Linked DNA regions of Arabidopsis thaliana: region 1 is linked to region 2. A link is a contact called in public capture Hi-C data. All regions are on one chromosome and are shown on one strand. The core of a region is the stretch at or near the end of the contact, and the rest is flanking DNA. Distances in the headings are between cores, read along the strand shown. Region 1 holds the start of AT2G22660 (DNA-binding protein, putative (duplicated DUF1399)). Region 2 holds the start of CYCD2;1 (Cyclin D2;1).

Region 1 (5,910 bases), core at 2,907-5,406, 71 kb before region 2:
AAAATTACCGGTGACAAAAAATAAATTACCAATTAAAATCCAAAACAAAGGTGTTGTTAGTTGTTACCAATTTAAATCCAAACATTTACATCAATAAATTTGTTTGGACAAAAAATAAAGAAAAACAAGCAAGAGCAAGAGACACACTAAAATCAATTATTTCTTTGTCATATAGCAACACTCATAGATGGACTGATTGTATCTTGGCATGTGATACAGAGTCTTGGAATGGTAATGAGTTCTTTTAGGATGACATATTCTTCTTAGTTTATGGAATCATCTAAGTATAGGGACGATTTCTTGATGATTGTTGAATTCTCAAGTAAGTAGAGCCAGCCTTGAGACCTAATCTCGTAAGTCTTATGTTTCTTCTTTGTTTCTGTTTTCATGATAGTCGTAGCTTGTAAGAGAATCGTATGTGTGGTACTTTCTAGCTCATGCCAAATTGTCATTCGGATCAGATCCTCACAGTCTTTGGCAATTAACAGAAACAAACCATTCATTGCATAAACAAACAACAAAGTACAACTTTATTTGTAATTTACAGTTTTGATATTAAGCCACATGATGGCGTCCTCACCGCAACCGCCTCCATTTGCACCTTACTGTTCACCACATTTTCGCATTCTCTACTAGGTCACCACCACAACTACCAGATTATGCTGCTTTCACCATGTTTCCGCATTCACCGTTACAACCACCGCCACAGCCGCTAGCATTTACTGATTTCACCATGTCTCCGCAACCACCGCCGCAGCCACCACCGCAACCACCCCCGCAACCGCTAGCTTTAGCTGCTTTGCATCTAGCCCCATAACCACCACCACTAGCGTTAGCTGCTTTCACCATATTTCCACATTCACCGCTACAACCACTACCGCAGCCGCTAGCATTTGCTGCTGATTTCACCATGTCTCCGCATTCTCCACTACAACTACTGCCGCAACCGCTAGCATTAGCTGCTTTCACCATGTTTCCGCATTCACCACTACAGCCACCGCCGCAACCGCTGCCTTTTTTAGGGGCTGTAATAGCAGTTTGGGTCTCCACATTCGTAGAGTTTGCATTCACATTATTTTCTGTCGCAGCAACAAGTTTAGTCTGTTTGCTTTCCTCTTTTATATCTTTGGTTGTGACATTGAAGCCTTCAGAACCTCCTTTCTTCAGAACAGTATGGAGTATGAAAGCAGATACGATTCCGGGTAAAAGCAACCAATTCTCTTTCGCCTGCATATCAAATATCAGAGTCAAAATGAGCATGGCAAGATATAGAAGAAGTAACATTCCCGGTTAAATCAAACTTTCAGACTTGCCTCAATGGAACCAAATCTCATATCAACCAATCCCACAGTTTTTCCATATGGATGTTGCTTGGAAAATTCCACAAGAGTCATGAAATCTAGATCACTTCTAAGGTTTGCGCAGTGTTTTGGTTCATAATCCAGCTTTCTCCCCGAGAAAATTTTCACCTGCAAACCAATAAAAAGCATTGTATCATTGAACTGGGTTACATTGTCAAAACAAGAAGATTCATCTCTTTTTACTGGAATAAAATGGTGGAATATACCACTCGAGGGCCCAAAATCTCAAAGAGCGGATTATCTGCAGTGGAGGCGTTTATTTGCTTAAGTGACCATTTCGAGTCCAGCAAAGACCAGAAACTACCAGTATAAACCGCAAGCACGCGAGTTTCACCAGAGTCTGTCACACCCATAACTTGTCTCTGATCATCTTTAAGTATTCCTCCATCAGCGGAGTTCCTAAAACACGACAAAGTAAGAAAGTAAAATCATATATATAACTGGTCTGAGTTTTATCATACCAGAATCAATAAATGCGTTTATTTTTCGAAAGAGAATGTTGTTTAGATTGTCATACCTAATTTGAAGTGTGATCACCTCTGTTTGGGTTTCATCAACAATGTGTGTTGAACTTTTAGCAAGACGGGACTTTCCAATGATTGGAAAGAAGCAAGAGCCTTTGCACGATGGTCTTGATTGAACCATGTGTAAGACTGATGGACTGCGTACTGGTGGAGTAAACGAGACAGCGACTCGCAGGCTTATGGGTTTCGTATCTGTTTGACTACCTTTACTGGGTGTTAACTCCAACCACTTCTCAACAGAGAGTTGAGTAATAACTGGAAACAGAAACTCCTTTAGTGATAAAGAAGCAAAACCCAAGTTTTTAGGCTCTCTTGAAACTGGTATCTTAGACGGTGAACAGGAAATAAGTTTGAAAACAAGCTCTCCTGTAGGTTCACACTGGAAAGTAGCTACTTGCTTTTCCCCAACCTCGGATAAAATGGTCAGTCTACGTTCAGCATTGAAAAGAGAATCCGGCTGAGTTTTACTGAACATAACCGAGACCTTTCCCTTATGTCCATCTGGTAAGTTTCTAACCCCGATAATCTCCAAGAGAACCTGAAGGATACAAAAGGATCACACAACTGCAATAAACTCAATACATGGAAGAGACAACCACAGAAAATGATAAAAAACTACCTCAACAACTTCCACCTCTGGGAATTGGATTAAATTCTGGAAATCGTCTTTTGCAGTTGGGTCTTTGACCAAAACATCAGAAGCATAAGGAGAATTTGTGACAGGTACAGGTGTCTTGCCTCTATGCATTGCACCGGCTTTCCAGTACCTTGTACCGAATGTCTCTTCCCATTGTGCAGTAGTCTTAGAAAAACCGGTATCGAGCTTCTTACCTTTGCCTCGGTCAGAATCTGTGTCATCATGCTCCAACACTTTACCAATGAGCTTCACCATATCATCACAGTAAGAAACTGGGTGCAGCTGATGTGTGTGCCAGATAAGGTCAACATCGTAAGTCGGAACACAAAACCTTTTTAAAGACCTTTCTCTGTTCATCTTTATCAGATAGAGAAACCCCTTATATCTAGCAACAGCTTCTTGTAGAAAAATGTCACTGTTTACATGGGACCTCGAAACCTGTGGCAACGAACACACAGAAACAGAATCAGGAAGAAAATTCCGTATTTTCCGGTTATGATGATGAGAAGAACAATCATTTTAAAGTAACCTGGTAGTAAAATGGGCTCTGCCTCTTAACAGCTGAAACAAGATCATATTTGGTGCATTTCTCAAGAGCTGAAGATTTCTCAGAGATGTCCTCTAAGTCTATGTTATCCAAGTCAAGCTCATAAGGTTCATCAGGGTACAATCTTTTCCACAAATCTTCAGTTTTCAATTTGCAGTTCCCATCAACAGAAGAAAGAACTCCAGAATTGTCGAGAACTCTCCCGTAAAATTGCTCACAGTCAGAATTATACCTCACCTGGATATAAACATCAATGAAGAAATCACTCAAACATCAAACAACAAAGTCAAAGTTTTTCCTACCGATAATTCCGTTTTTCACTTACCGGATTAAGCCTGTGACAATGCCAAATCCATTCACAATCAAGAGGAGGGACCAAAGACCCTTCACTAACCGATGATGACTCAGAGTATTTAACAAGCAAAGGAAGCCAACAAGCATTGTACCTGAACATCACCAAAATCATACAATCACTTAGAAATATTCACTGATCTAAAAGCAAACACAGAATCTACTTATATTATTAACCTGTAGATGGCTTTTTCAAGCGCAGGACCATCGTAGAGCCATCGATTCCTATCAACAGTTTCAAGGAACAAAAGGTGTTGTTTCGCTGCAGCTAATAAGTCAACGCTTATTTCTATCTTCTGAGCTTCAAGCCACTCCACTTCATGATCCTTCTCCTTATCCATATCACCTTTCAAAACGATCAAAAAATGCAAACAACTAAGTAAATCAATACGTGATTACCAGATTTTGACCTAAAATGATCCTTATCTAATCAATTGCATAAGCCCTATGAATTTTGGAAGATCATGTGCATGAGAAAAATCAGGACTCTGGAGAATCTTAAAACCCGATTTTTGATATTCAGATCAAAATTAATCAACGAAGTCACACAAGTAGCAACTAGGATAAGGATCTAACGGAAAACTCACCTCTGATCGCCGGAAACTTCACTTCTTCGCCGAGAATTTTATCCGATCACTGAGAGAAAAGTTTTACTTCGAGAGATGAACAACACTTTTCAAGGCTGCTACTTATACTCTTATAGCGACTTCGAAATCAACGATCACAAGAAAATGACAAATATGCCCCTCAATCATATCTCCGTTTTATATATTTTGTTGTGTCTTTAAGTTTTAACGTTTGCGAAAATGGATAAAATAAAACTAAAAAGGCGAACAATAATGTAACGCCTTGTCTGACTCAGAAAATAAACTAATTGGAGAAAAGGCCTAAACCAAAATTCAATGTACTTTTTAACGTGTAGTATACGCATCGGATTATCGAATCCAATGTACTCAACCGGGTTTAGAATCATGTAGAATTTTTCTTGTACCGATCTAAACCAATATTTGTCCCTGAGAAGAAGACCCTCTAGATGAATCAGAGGTTCCTTTACAGTAGTGGTAGGTAACTGAGTTATCCGATATAACGAACTCGTCGCAGGCAAAACAAGCATTTGCCGGAATCCAAAGGCATTGGCGTGTAGACATGATCACTGCTGTTCTTCACCCTTGTTCTTCGGCGTCTCTCTCTCTTCCCAACCGTCCTCCTCTTAGGTTAGCTCTCTTCATTTGTTTCTCTCTATCTTTCTCACTGTGATTTTTAGAGTTTCTTCTTGTTCCTCCAGGTACGCCATCCTTGGTGCAGGTTTTGCTGGAATCTCTGTTGCCTGGCACCTGCTTAAGGTTAAATCTCTAAATTTGATTTTGTTCTTGTGTTGTTGTGAGATAATTGCTTCTGAATTTAAAATATGTGTTGTTTTTGCAGGAGAGTCCAAAAGAGCTGAGATTAAGTGTTGACGTATATGATGAAGTTGGCATAGGAGGTGGTGCTTCTGGTGTTTCTGGAGGACTCCTCCATCCTTATTCTCCTAAAGGTAGAAGAAATTGTCCCCTTTGGTGATTATTGTATTGTTTCATAAAGATTCTTACTTTATGTAGGAAAGCTACTTTGGCATGGTGCTGAGTGTTGGAGAGAATGTTTAGAGCTCTTAAATGTGGCTGAAACAGCTGCTTCTTCTAGTTACCAATCTACGGAGAACAGAGACTTTAGCGAGAGTTTCGGAAATTTTATGGTTCGAAGAAGGTACCAATCTCAATAACACTAATAACTTGAAATGTTCATTCAATGATACTTTAGTTTGACCAAGTTCTTCTTGCTTTAGGGGAATCTTGAGACCAGCAACAAATGCCAAGACTTTAGATTTAATGAGTGATGTAAGTTTGAACTCGACTTAGATACCTTTGAAATATTAACTAAACCCGTAGTTTTACTGTTTATTACTTATGCGATTAGAATGCTCGAAACTGTCTTGCTAGTTGTGTAGTAGAGACTATTGACAAAGATGGTGCACAAAATCTCGTCCCCAATCTATACCTGCCTTTGAACTGCGCCTTCTATTTTCCAGGAGCTATGAATGTTAATCCGCACCGATATCTCCAGGTTAAGACAACACAAATATGTTAGCACCAAGCTTTTGCGTTTTTCTTTACCGAGTTTTTCTCCCTTCTCTAGGCACTCTTTCTAGCATGCCAGAGCTCAGCAAAAACATCACTGGGAAGGAAAAACATAACTTTGGTGAACAAGTCTATAACTGATGTGCTTGAACTTGAAGGTGAATGATTTTGAACTATATTCTTATATTTTTGTTTAATTCTGGAACTTGCGTAAGCTTTATAGAAACATCCTCCAACCACAACTAGTCCTTTTGGATCAAGTTTCACAGGCATGAAAACTGATGTGATAAACTTAAATCTAGAGACCGTAAACACAATTTAGATAGCCGTTAACAATCCAAGAGTATAGTATCCATGCTTTTTCTCTGAGGTTCTC
Region 2 (6,824 bases), core at 837-3,336:
TATGCTTCTTTGATTTTGAGTTGAAGTATGTGTTCCTGGTCTTTAGTGCTTTATTGATTTGTGTTCCTTGTTTTTCTTTAGTACTGGTAATCTTGCATTTTCTTTAGTTTATTGTTTTGTTTACTTTTGGTCTTTAGTTTCAATTGATATGCATGCTGCTTCATTGCTTAGTTGTTTAGTTCTTTACATTCTCCTTAGTATAGTTGCATTTGAATTTGGTATTGCATGTTAATCTATTGTTTAAGTTCAATAGAAACCCAAACCTTATCATATTTGACTTGACTTGACTTAAATAATTGTTGTTTATGTCTTGAATATTTGCAATCACACAAAGGATTGGATTGATACCCTTCTATGCTGCAATGATATTGATATGCTTAGTAGGGAATTCATAGATCATTGAGATAGTAAAGTATAAAATGGTTCTCTGAGACAAATTTTTGGCCTTGGTTATAAAGAACAAACTGTTTAGTATTGCTGAGATGTGGCATGTAGTTGTTATAGGCTCTCTGATTCTGAATGTAATTTATCTATTCAGTTTGAGAAGTCTCTCCTTCTTGGATTTAGAAGTATTTTTCTTTAGTAATATAGTGGGATGGCCTCAGTTGAGATAATAAAAGCGTGTCCAAACGAAACTGATAGTTTTGATTCCAAATGGAGATTATTTTCTAGAACCTAAAAACCCCAAAACAAAAAAAAAATCCGGAAATAAAGTTGTTTAGTAATTTTTCTTCAGTGACTTCCACTCCTTAGATAATCAATATCGTAATTGTTGTCATTGTTACTAGAAAACACATAAAATAATTTCCAAAATTTATATGTTAAGTAATATGTTGGAAACCCTAAAATCTGATGTTTGCTTGAGCTCATATCGCAACTTGTACGTTTACGTGAAGTCTAATCCACATCTGACTACTGCTAAAGTTAGTTTATCCTATTTAGTTTCTTCTGTAGTGGGGATATAATTTTCATAATCGTGACCGCTTCATAACAATGTCGAATGGGCCAAATCCGCGAACACTTCACCTAGTTAAAAGTTAAAAACCTAATAAAGGTGAGTTACATTACCTAAATCTTGATTTGAACTAAGCAATTTTCATGCTATGCGGGTTAGATTTCTAAAATTATTAGATCATTTATTAGCAAATATCTTTTGTATCAGATTACTTTGCCATATAACTAGGTGTTTAAGAATAGAGGAAGGATGTGAACACATGTTGAAAATGATGTCTAAACGATCGAATCCAAATTAACACTTATAAATCGATCCGGAAAATCATGAAAATGAAAAGAAATGTATAGTGTTAGTTAAACTGTAATTAACTTAAACATGACAAAATATTTTATATAAGTGAAGTTACTAAATGATTCGTCTTAATAGAAACATAGCCTTAGCTATATATTTTTTTCCTTAGGTTGGATGTTTCCACAACTCCGCATTTCATATTTTGTTTCTAAGGTTATGTGGTGGTAGTCCGATGTTTTAGGTCAAGTTTTGGTCGATGGTTCTTCTTTCTATCTTTGACATTTTCTTTTCTTGGCTTTCAATCAGTCTTTCATATCTACTACAGCGGTAAAAACAGTTGGGCGTCTTTAAGTTTATTCTACTCTAGTTCAAAATCATAAGTGATTGAGATCTTATTAGTTATTGTTTTTTCGGTTTATATCTCGACGTTACCGATGTTGGCGAATAGCACAAGGTTCCCTAACCTTAACCTCAAAAGAAAGATCCACTAAATAGAAGTAAATAAAGCATATGATTCAATTTCAGAAGTTTACAAAACACTAAACAAGAACATGAAAACCAAAAAATAGTGAATTGTCTTCTTTTTTGGGAATAGTATCTCTGGAGATTTCAACATTTATGACCAACTTATTTTTTTGGAATACTTTTTTTTTATCGTTGACTTTATGTAATTTCTAAATTTTACTATGACAATTTTTTTTTTTTTTTTTTTTTTGTCGTTTTTACTATGACAATTTAAATTTAGTTTATAAGGACTTGTGATATTAAACTATTAATAACAATATGATTTAAATTTTAAATATAATTTATATTTCCACATATTGTTCTTAGTGTATATTCTCTGTATTTTCCATTTCGAGTCTGTGGAGTGGTCTCTCCCCTCTCTACCCTAAAACACACTCACCCACTTTCCTCTGTATAAGCCTCTCTCTCCTCTCTCTTCTCCTCTGCCATGAAAATCGCAGTTCCTCAAGACAAAACCTCCTCAGAAATCTCCCATCTTTGATGACTTTTGCTTCCTTAGTTTTCACTTTCTTGTCCGAACGCTCTCAAAAACTTTGAGACCACCCCAATAAACGAATTAAACAGACTATTATCAATCAATACACAACACAACAATCAAACCAAACCCCATGGCTGAGAATCTTGCTTGTGGTGAAACCAGCGAGTCATGGATCATTGACAACGACGATGATGATATCAACTATGGCGGCGGATTTACGAACGAGATTGATTACAATCACCAACTTTTTGCTAAAGACGACAACTTTGGCGGCAACGGATCAATTCCGATGATGGGTTCTTCTTCATCGTCCTTGAGTGAAGACAGAATCAAAGAGATGTTGGTGAGAGAGATTGAGTTTTGCCCTGGAACTGATTATGTTAAGAGATTGCTTTCTGGTGATTTGGATTTGTCTGTTCGAAACCAAGCTCTTGATTGGATTCTAAAGGTATGTGATTTCTTCTTTTGATTGCTTTGATCTGTGTTGTGTTTTAAGACAAACCTCAAATCTGGTTTGGTCTCTTTTTGTGCTTTGTGATTGAGTTTAAGTGTGTTCTTTGATCAGTTTGATAGCTCATTCATTCTCTGATGTATTTATTATAGATTAATTGAATCTTCTCTATAGATTGAGGTATTGATCTTGTTGAGTAATTGAGTTCTTTTGTCTTTAATGCCAATTGTTCTACAGGTTTGTGCTCATTACCATTTTGGACATCTGTGCATATGCCTATCCATGAACTACTTGGATCGGTTCTTAACATCCTATGAATTGCCGGTAAGTTGCATCGTCTTTGCGGATTGGTTTCATCGTATTCGAGACAATACGATGACCGGTTTGTGTGTTTTCGATTGCGTAGAAAGACAAGGATTGGGCTGCTCAGTTACTAGCTGTGTCTTGCTTATCATTAGCATCCAAAATGGAAGAAACTGATGTGCCTCACATTGTTGATTTACAGGTGCAACTTACATTTAGTCCTTAATAGCTTCAGTCTTCTTACGAAGAGTCGAAAATCGAGGTTTTAGTGGAACTAATCTTGAAATGTTGTTCCTATGAGCAGGTGGAAGATCCCAAGTTTGTTTTTGAGGCCAAAACAATAAAAAGGATGGAGCTTTTGGTTGTCACCACTTTGAATTGGAGATTGCAAGCTCTAACTCCATTCTCCTTCATTGATTATTTCGTTGACAAGATCAGTGGTCACGTGTCGGAGAATTTGATCTATAGATCGTCAAGATTCATCTTAAACACCACCAAAGGTGCGTCATTTATTGATCAGAAGCAAGCTATAACAACATTCTTTCTTTATTTGCAACTAACTTGGCTTTGTTTAATGAGGAAGGCTGATACGTTTCTGTTTATAAAATTGAATGCAGCAATTGAATTCTTAGACTTCAGGCCTTCTGAGATAGCTGCAGCTGCTGCAGTGTCTGTTTCCATTTCAGGAGAAACAGAATGCATTGATGAGGAAAAGGCACTGTCTAGTCTCATATATGTAAAACAGGTAATTAACATTCGGTATGATAGCGAAAGACTTAAACCTTTACTGTTTCAAGAACACACATTTCATCTGATCATTGTCTTCCTTTAGCAGGAGAGGGTGAAGAGATGTTTGAATCTGATGAGAAGTCTCACTGGGGAGGAGAATGTGCGGGGAACTAGTTTATCGCAGGAGCAGGCGCGAGTTGCGGTAAGAGCTGTACCTGCAAGTCCAGTTGGAGTGTTGGAAGCAACATGTTTGAGCTATAGGAGTGAAGAGAGAACAGTTGAGTCATGTACAAATTCCTCACAGAGTAGTCCAGACAACAACAACAACAACAACAACAGCAACAAGAGGAGGAGAAAACAATGAGAGAGAATAAAAGAGTCATACATTGCTTTTTACAACCCAAAACCACAAGTACTCATGACATTTGAGGTTCTTATTTATTTTTTTGGTTTTTTTTTTCTACATAAATTTTCTTTTTCTTTCTTTGATTTCTCATTTTCAATCTGAAAATTGGATTGAATATGAGAGTTTTGTGAGAAAGGAAAAAAGAAAATAAGAGAGAGAGAGAGAGCTCTTTGGAAGGCGGCAAAATTAATAAGTCATTATTGATGATGATGAGAGACATCCCTGTTCTTGCTCCAAGGGACTTTTTTTTTTCTACATAATGTCAGAGATATAATTAAAAAAAAAAGAAATAGAAAGAGAATTAATTTTATGATTTTTGTGTCCTCAAATATGCACTATAGTATATATCTTTTATTTTAACATATGTCAGAAGTTATAAAGTATCATATAATGCAGTAGAGATTATTTTAAATTTATATTAAAAAAAACTTTTATCACAGAAAAATCTATATTCTCTCCATTTTACAAAAAATTTGTTGTTCCTATAAATATGCATATATCATGTTAAAAAAAACTGTTGTTCCGATAAATTTTTATCACATAAAAATCTATATTTTCTCCATTATCGGAACATACAATTTTTTCTAAACTGTTCTAAATCACATCGTAGTGACATGAGATTACATTTTTGTGAATGTAGTATTGAATTGGAACACTGTAAATATTGATGACTCTAGTACCTATAATTTAAATTCAAATTATTTAGAAGCTTTTCAACAATTAAGTAAGATATTCCTAAATATTTTCAACAATTAAGTAAGACATTTCCAAAAAAAATTTAAAAATAATACTAAATTTGTGCTATTTGTGGAACATTCGAAAACATGTGATATTTTTTTTGAAACTAAACTTATTTTTGCCCTTAAATATATTCAAGTTCTTACTATTCTCAAGAACTTCTAGTTATAAAAAGAAGTACAATTGACATTATTTAAAATTAAAATAATTTCTAAAACGATATACAAGAGAATTTATTTTTAAAAACCCTTACTATTTACCTGGTTACTGGTTAGTAACTTATTACATATTAATACAACCCTTGAATTTTATGTATTTTTACTATTATCTTTGCTTTGAAAAAAAATATCTAATTTTCCCAACAACAAAAATACTTAATTGGTTTAAAAGACAATTGCATGTTTTGGGGATTGGAGAAGAGAAAACCACAATGGGCCCCGAAAAGAGTTTAGTGGGCCCATTTATTTTTGTTTTGACTGTGCGACCGGTCAACATCTCTCTCTATCTCTCTCCTCGTGTCTGAGAAAACAGAAAAAATAATAATCTCTGAGCATAAGAAACCTTGGGAATCTACTGCCTTCTTTTCGCTTATTTATGCACATAAATAATATATTTCTATATTCTTTTGTTGTTTTGTATTTAACTATTTATATATTCTGATGCAGCTCAATATTATTATAAGCAATTAATATAGCTAAACGTGATTACCACCCATTTACGAACATAACTCCAAAGTACTTAAGTTAAGTTCATCTAAAACAACATTTTTACTTCTAGTTTTAATATTCAACAAATAATAATACTATACCAATATTTTTATTTAATTAGTGTGATTGAGTTATTTAAACGGCGATTTTGTTGTTGTTTTATTTGTAAACTTTAAGTGTGTTAATTTAAGTTTTATGGATATAAAAGAAACAAGATTTAGTTAATAAAAATTGAATCTTAGATCTTAGATCGAGAATGGTGTAAAACGAGATGAGCATCTTCTTGGGGGTTTCAAATATGTATATGCATGTTTGTGTGTAAAATTTAATTTATTCTTCCATTATGACAACTTTTTTAAAAAGGTTAAAAAAAATTTTAACACTATGCATGCTGGCGGAGAAATATTTTGATATGAATATTACAAACAAAATTAAAACTACTCATCTAAAAAAGGTTATAACATAAAAATATAGATGCAAGTTTTTGGAATTTCTTTACTCGTCTCTTTTCGTAACATGTATACTTGTGGATCTGTGTGTGGTGTGTTCTTTAGTGTGTGTCTAGCAACCTAATTCAGCGATTTACAAATAGCTGTTTTTAACTCAAAATATAAAACTAATAATAGTTTACAAGTGAAAGACAAAGAGTTGGGAGTCCCGCATCCGTTAATAAGAAAAATAATACTTTTCTATCGTTGTGGTAGCTCATGCGCTACCTCCAAAACAACAAGGCAAACATAATATACGTAAATACATAATAAATTGGAGAAAAATATATGATTTTTCATCTATCCAAATAAATAGAAAGTATGATATGTCAAACTACTACTACTAATAAAAATTACAGTGACTAATAAAGTATATGAATCTAACCATATACAAGTTATTTTATCTAATTTTCTATATACAAATGCCAAAGTGTTAATCATGAGTACTAAATCCGTTAACCTTAAAATTAGAATTTTAAATCAAATTAGCACGATAAACTTGTTTTGATTGATAACAATAACGGAAACGAATCTAGTTTAACATAACATCGTGATTTCAGACAACTTTTTAACTTTAGTGTTTGGAATATTTATACATATCGGTAATATCTATAAACTATATACGAATATATAAGTTCCAAGTGTACATGTAAGTTGGTATATGCGGCATGCCTGGTCTTTTTTTCTCAATATACAATTAACTAACTATTTCGTCATTTCAGATTTTGTTAAATATTCTCAAACACACAAGAC

Evidence for each region. Capture Hi-C pulls out chosen DNA fragments and counts their contacts.
Region 1: a capture Hi-C map of seedling shows a contact between it and region 2, with 1.9 times the contacts expected there. The contact joins the promoter of AT2G22660 here to the promoter of CYCD2;1 in region 2. A contact is called at or near these places in 1 of 26 Hi-C or Micro-C datasets (root) and 1 of 3 other capture datasets (seedling).

Annotation. Positions count from the first base shown.
Region 1 is chr2:9,625,588-9,631,497 of TAIR10.1, reverse strand. It overlaps AT2G22660 (DNA-binding protein, putative (duplicated DUF1399)), which reads right to left and starts at 4,156. Exons shown (of 9, transcript NM_001036319.2): 1 at 4,008-4,156; 2 at 3,598-3,766; 3 at 3,395-3,515; 4 at 3,052-3,306; 5 at 2,505-2,960; 6 at 1,879-2,423; 7 at 1,568-1,760; 8 at 1,314-1,469; 9 at 215-1,227. The coding sequence starts at 3,761. The coding sequence ends at 658. It overlaps AT2G22650 (FAD-dependent oxidoreductase family protein), which reads left to right and starts at 4,426. Exons shown (of 9, transcript NM_179696.4): 1 at 4,426-4,634; 2 at 4,706-4,763; 3 at 4,846-4,954; 4 at 5,019-5,163; 5 at 5,243-5,294; 6 at 5,374-5,520; 7 at 5,593-5,692. The coding sequence starts at 4,567.
Region 2 is chr2:9,551,429-9,558,252 of TAIR10.1, reverse strand. CYCD2;1 (Cyclin D2;1) reads left to right here and starts at 2,086. Exons shown (of 6, transcript NM_127815.4): 1 at 2,086-2,697; 2 at 2,938-3,024; 3 at 3,107-3,205; 4 at 3,308-3,503; 5 at 3,621-3,748; 6 at 3,839-4,456. The coding sequence starts at 2,380. The coding sequence ends at 4,096.